Linked DNA regions of Anas platyrhynchos: region 1 is linked to region 2. A link is a contact called in public Hi-C data. All regions are on one chromosome and are shown on one strand. The core of a region is the stretch at or near the end of the contact, and the rest is flanking DNA. Distances in the headings are between cores, read along the strand shown. Region 1 overlaps ITSN1 (intersectin 1). Region 2 holds the start of DONSON (DNA replication fork stabilization factor DONSON).

Evidence for each region. Hi-C and Micro-C count contacts between places; a contact is called where the count stands out from the background.
Region 1: a contact with region 2 is called in a Hi-C map of skeletal muscle, with 4 times the contacts expected there. The contact joins the enhancer-like site here to the promoter of DONSON in region 2. A contact is called at or near these places in 4 of 8 Hi-C or Micro-C datasets (F1 follicle, liver, skeletal muscle and 1 more).

The regions. Positions count from the first base shown.
Region 1 is chr1:111,027,776-111,030,475 of IASCAAS_PekinDuck_T2T, forward strand. ITSN1 (intersectin 1) reads left to right here. Exons shown (of 39, transcript XM_038166093.2): 28 at 480-601; 29 at 1,543-1,649. Among named protein-coding and RNA genes, the nearest start is that of ATP5PO, 21 kb to the right of the region's middle. Within about 2 kb of position 1,431, at least 2 of the 8 cell types and tissues checked have an H3K27ac peak or open chromatin away from gene starts, as enhancers often do.
Region 2 is chr1:110,894,637-110,897,336 of IASCAAS_PekinDuck_T2T, forward strand. It overlaps DONSON (DNA replication fork stabilization factor DONSON), which reads right to left and starts at 1,404. Exons shown (of 10, transcript XM_038166114.2): 1 at 1-1,404. CRYZL1 (crystallin zeta like 1) reads right to left here. Exons shown (of 13, transcript XM_027449164.3): 12 at 2,618-2,663; 13 at 1,552-1,974. The coding sequence ends at 1,875.

The DNA.
Region 1 (2,700 bases), core at 181-2,680, 130 kb after region 2:
AGTAATCCATTTGGAGATTTATTTTACAGTGTGGTTCCAGCTGAATGACACACCTAAAGGGACAGTGAACTTCGGAGAGAGGTTGGAAATGGGCAGGTAGTGGTGAGGAGGACTTTAAGGTTTGCCACCAGAGAAGAGACATTTTTAGAAATCCTGTTAATGCCACAGGGAAGTCTGCTTTAGTTGTGTCTGGACTGCATGCTTTCATTCTAACGAGACCTCCATGAGACCTCCATTCACTTGCCTTATTAACTAATTATCACCTAGAAATGGCCTTGATTAAAAAAAAAAAAAGTCAGAGACAATGTTTTGAGTCACTAAGGGATCAAGTATTGTAAGCATTGTGCCATTACATGTGAGTTATGTTTAAATGGAGAGGCAGTAGTTACTGTTCATTAAGCATTATTTGACCTACTACAAATCTGGATCAATTTGAAAGTGACCATAAGTGAAATCTAGGATTCTTTTGTGTTTTCCAGGGTGTGCAGACTTGCATCTTCTGGATATGTTGACACCTACTGAAAGGAAAAGGCAGGGGTACATCCATGAGCTCATTGTCACAGAAGAGAACTATGTAAATGATCTGCAGTTGGTCACAGAGGTAAGAAGGAGCAGCATTTTTAGGAGGAGGTTTTATTCACTCATGTTTTTGAATGGATTGATAATTTCACTGTGCAAAGTCATTTGACATCACTGGTCTGTTGGACTTCCTAGGAATGATCTGTATTAAATCTTCATACATACATATATGCCTATATGGGAGTGTGTGTAACTATATATGGACTGTGTGTAACTAGTGGTAAACCCTTGCGTTACCATCACCAAAACACTGATGTTTAAATTATCTTTCCAGTAAACACTTTTCACTCCAGATTTTGAAGTTTTGTTTCTCACGTGTAAGCTCCTAAAGCTTGAGGCGTGTTATGCACCAGTCTCCACATTCACAGTGGCACTCAGTTATCATTTACTCTGCTTCTCTTTAAATGTTACAAAATACATCTCACATGTGAAAAAAAAAGGAATTTGTATAGGCTTTTGCTGTGGGTAATTCTTTTCATAGAGAGTGAAAGCTCTTTTTTGAAAAAGAGATCAAGGTATACAAACCTGGCTCTTTTTTGAAAAAGAGGTCAAGGTATGCAAGCCTGAGACACTATGTAAATCACAACTTCCATAAAGGAGTCCAAATTCACATGTATTTTCAGTTGTATTATCAAAGTAGTTCTGGGATATTTTACAGGAGACATCTGACTAAAATTCCCAAGCTTAAAACAGGTTATCCAGGTCATAATGAACACCACCAACACCAATTCAGATCATTCTCTTTTAAATAAATATGCTTCTTACAAAGATATCGTCAGGGAGCACCGTGGATCTTTAGGGCACAGTGCACGCTTGAAGTCTGTTCCACTGAGTATCACATGCTACTCTGATGTAACGTTGTCTTGTCTCCAGACTAAGGAAGCCTTAGACATCATCAGCCTTAGTCACTTCGATTGTACTTAAGACATGCTTTCTAAATTGCTTAATTTTCTGAATCTATAGATATTCCAGAAACCACTAATGGAATCTGAGCTGCTAACAGAAAAAGAAGTTGCTATGATTTTTGTTAATTGGAAGGAGCTGATTATGTGCAATATAAAACTACTGAAGTAAGTTTTCCCCCCCCCCCCCTTACTTAGCAACTAAAAAATCATGGTCTTCTCCCCCCTGTTCTACTTTTAGCTGCATGAAAATATTTGCCACTTACAAAAATAGTCACCAAAAGAGTATTTGCACGTACTTTGCTCTTGGTGTGCCCGTACTCCAGAAGGCAAGGTCAACTTCTCCTGAAGAGCAGTGCTTGTCAAGGCTACCCACAGTCCATACGTTTACTTCCTATTATCTCAGTCACAGCCCAATATCCAGTTCCAGTCCTATTACCTGTGACTGGAAAGCAAAGTACAACAGTCTCTGCCTCCCTAATTCTGAGTTAGCTGATGTATTCCTTTAGTTATTGTAGGCTTATAACATCTGAATGAGCTGTTTTGTGAGAAGCGTCGCCAACAAAGCCTGGTTTCCTATGGATTTGTGTCCAGTGTACCCTGCACCCTTCCTTCCAAAGTCTCCAACTACTGCAGCCCCAACTCTCTACCATGAAACTCCACACAGTGCAAGTACCCTTATTTCTCCCTTCATTCTCTGTGGCCTCTGGTGGATCCTGTCTTCCTACCTGCATCTTTCTCACTCATCCCTACTGCTTCAGCAAGGCACAGTAAATTCTGTGGTTGGTTTGGAGGCATGCTCATCTGATTGCTCATCTGGCCATTGCCAGACAAAATGAGTAAGGATTGAGTTAAACCTTCATGTTCATAAGTAGGAGGATTAATAAACTTCCTTTTTTTTTCCCTACTGAGCTGCTGTTTTTTATTGAACTTATAGAGACTTAGAAATTTTGAGATATCTCCTCTTTTGTAGAATGTGTTTGAAAATGGCCACCAATATGATGAGTTATGACAGTGGTAGGACAAAGGCAGCTTGATAACAACAAACCTCCTTTTCCTTAGGAAACCAGGCTAAAAACTGGGTAGCTTTGGGCTTAAGGAAGTGGTACTGTTTTTATCCCTCATTCAAGAGCATATCTGTCCTCTCTAAATGAATAGAAAGGGAAATTACATTCCCTTTTATGTTGTGTCTGATCTGGCTTTGTGATAAGTTAATACC
Region 2 (2,700 bases), core at 154-2,653:
TGGAGGGTCGCTGACCCACCCGCTGGGAAAAAAAATGGTTTAAAATAAATAAACAAACAAACAAACAAATAAATAAATATTCAAAGAAGCCAAGGAGTTACACATCCTGTAGGGTTGTCTCTTGTCAGGCATCGCGGAAACTGCTACCTGACAGCAGTCAAGAGAGATGTTGCACACCTGGGAAAAACAAACAAGAAACAACAACAAAACACGCAAAAAACCACCTCACCCGTGCAAATATGATCACCATGGGGTAATATGGGAAAGTAGGTGCAGACGCTGTGTCTGTTTGGGGCAGCGAGCTGGGTTTGCCCATCAGCACTAACTAGGGTTCACCCCTGGAGTTTTCTGCTTCAGAGAGGGGCTACAAGGCACCCACCACCACAAAATCTGCCAAAGCACAGAGACATTTACTTCATAACCTGATCTAGCTGAAAGACTAAGATAACCACAGCAAGAGCTAGCCTTGATCTATTGCATACAGAGCCCAAAAAGCATTTTTATTTACAGACAGGAACAACATACCTATTAACAGAAGATCTAGTAAAACAAGAGCTAAGCTATTAAGAAAACAAGCTTTCTTCTGGAGTTTTGTCACTGATTCCTGTTTTATTAAGCCTTATTTCTTTTCTCTTATTTGGTATCCTCTGATTTACTTCATCTTAAAAGCATTTAAGCTAAAAGGAACATTAGGAAAAAATTAGCACTTGGGTAGGAAGCTTCAGAAATTTCAAACTAGCAGAGGACTTGCATACTTAGATGTGTGCACACATGTAAAAGCACTACTTATTTTCAAGGCTGCGTTACATCACATCAGTAGTTAAAATAAGATTTATTCATGCTTTTATAGACTTCCCTTGCATCATTTTATTAATAACCTATGAATCCAGTGACTGACAGAAGATGGTTCTAGAATCATGGTTCTAGACGATCCATTTTCACTCAAATATTCTAACTTCTTACACTGGTTCAAAGTGCTGGTGTCCACTTGAAAAAATTTGCTATCAAATAAGAGCAAGTAGGAAACCACATGCCTTGAAGAAAAACAGCAGTTCCCTCTCTACTACTGATCTGCAGAAAATGCATGGTAATAGAGGATGCTGGATAAACAAATTTGAGCTATGCTATGCATAGGACTGAGGTTAAAAAGGAGAAGTGAAAGTGCACAGAACACAAACATCTTACTGGAAAGATATCAAAGAACATTATAGCAAGACACATAAAGTGCCTCAAACAACTGAATCACACAATCATAGTACCTACAGTCCATAAGCTAATAAGTCAGGTTTACAGTCTCTGGTTGCTAAAATGAAGAGAATCAGCAGGGGGGGAACTCCCACTGTCAGTACCATCTCTCCCCTCTAGGATCTTTGCCAATCCTGATGGCTTGGCCACCCTGTCTTTCAATTATAGAACGATTTTAAATGTGGATTGAAGACTTAAGTGTACTACAGACAGAGCTCAGTCTCAAAGTAGTCAAAAAGAAAATGGAAACATGAAGGGAATTATTGGTAGGGGCTGGAGAAGGGAGAACTAAAACAACCAAACCAGCATTTTTTTCCACTTTAATTTCTTATGGCTGAAAAACAACAAATGAGGTTGCACATAGATGTTACTGACATTTGTAAAGCAAGCAGGGCAGTCAAGATTTGTATGTCAAGACTGTCTCTAGAAGTTGCTGATGGAAATATTTTGCTTAACTGGATCCCAAAAAAACCCTCTGAAGTCTCAGGAACTTCACAGACCATTTGTGCCGAGGTACAAAAGATCTTTAAATTCTGGTTACAGAATTATTTGAAAGTGTACACTCATTTCTTCTTAAATATATCATTTTTCTTTATCTTCCACAGGCTTAGAAATTGGGAAATTACATGTCAGAACTGAATGACTTGTCTTTTTCTTGCTTGATTCTTCTGAACTATTTCCATAGAAACTTTGGCTTCATACAATGGGATCGGTTCATCCAGCTGAGGCCTAAAATGGAACAGTGTGTCAGATATATCTGATGGGCATGCTCAGGTCAACAGAAACATTCTAGGACTACTGCTATAGACTTTACTTTCACTATGCAAACTTTACTCCTTAAACACAATAAAGTTTTATAGCTTTGCTTGAGTTTGCAGAAGAAAGAAAGAGCCTTAGAGCAAACAGGAAAGAGAAGTTTAATTAAAAGATATCCTTCTTACAGGGAAAAGGTGGTGGTGGAGAGGCTTTTGCTCAACAGTAATACTGTTGAGCATTAATAAAAGGATCTTCCATTCCCACCTCATTATGGTTATCTTCCTATCTAGTGAAGCAGTCACTCTTACAAAAGAATATTAGACAAATCTATTGTCTTACACACAGCACCATTTCTCAGACACACTGCTGAGCAGACAGATATATGCTCTTCCTCCACCAAGAAAAGAATGTGCTGCCTCTGTTAAATTGGCATCAGCAGAATCTGGGGTTTTACCCAATTTCCTTATGCTTAGCCTGCTATATTGCAGACAGACCATAAACAGAACCATGTAAGCTATTTGAGACATCTTTTCCTCAGCATCCCAATATACATTTACAGTACAGCACTGGCAAGAGATTACTCCAAAGGCTGAATAAAGAAAAATAATCATCTCACCTGAAAACACTACTTGATAATTTCTCCATTATGTCTTCTAAAATGCGTATCTAAGAGGTCTGTCAAGGTAGCAGCGTATCTAC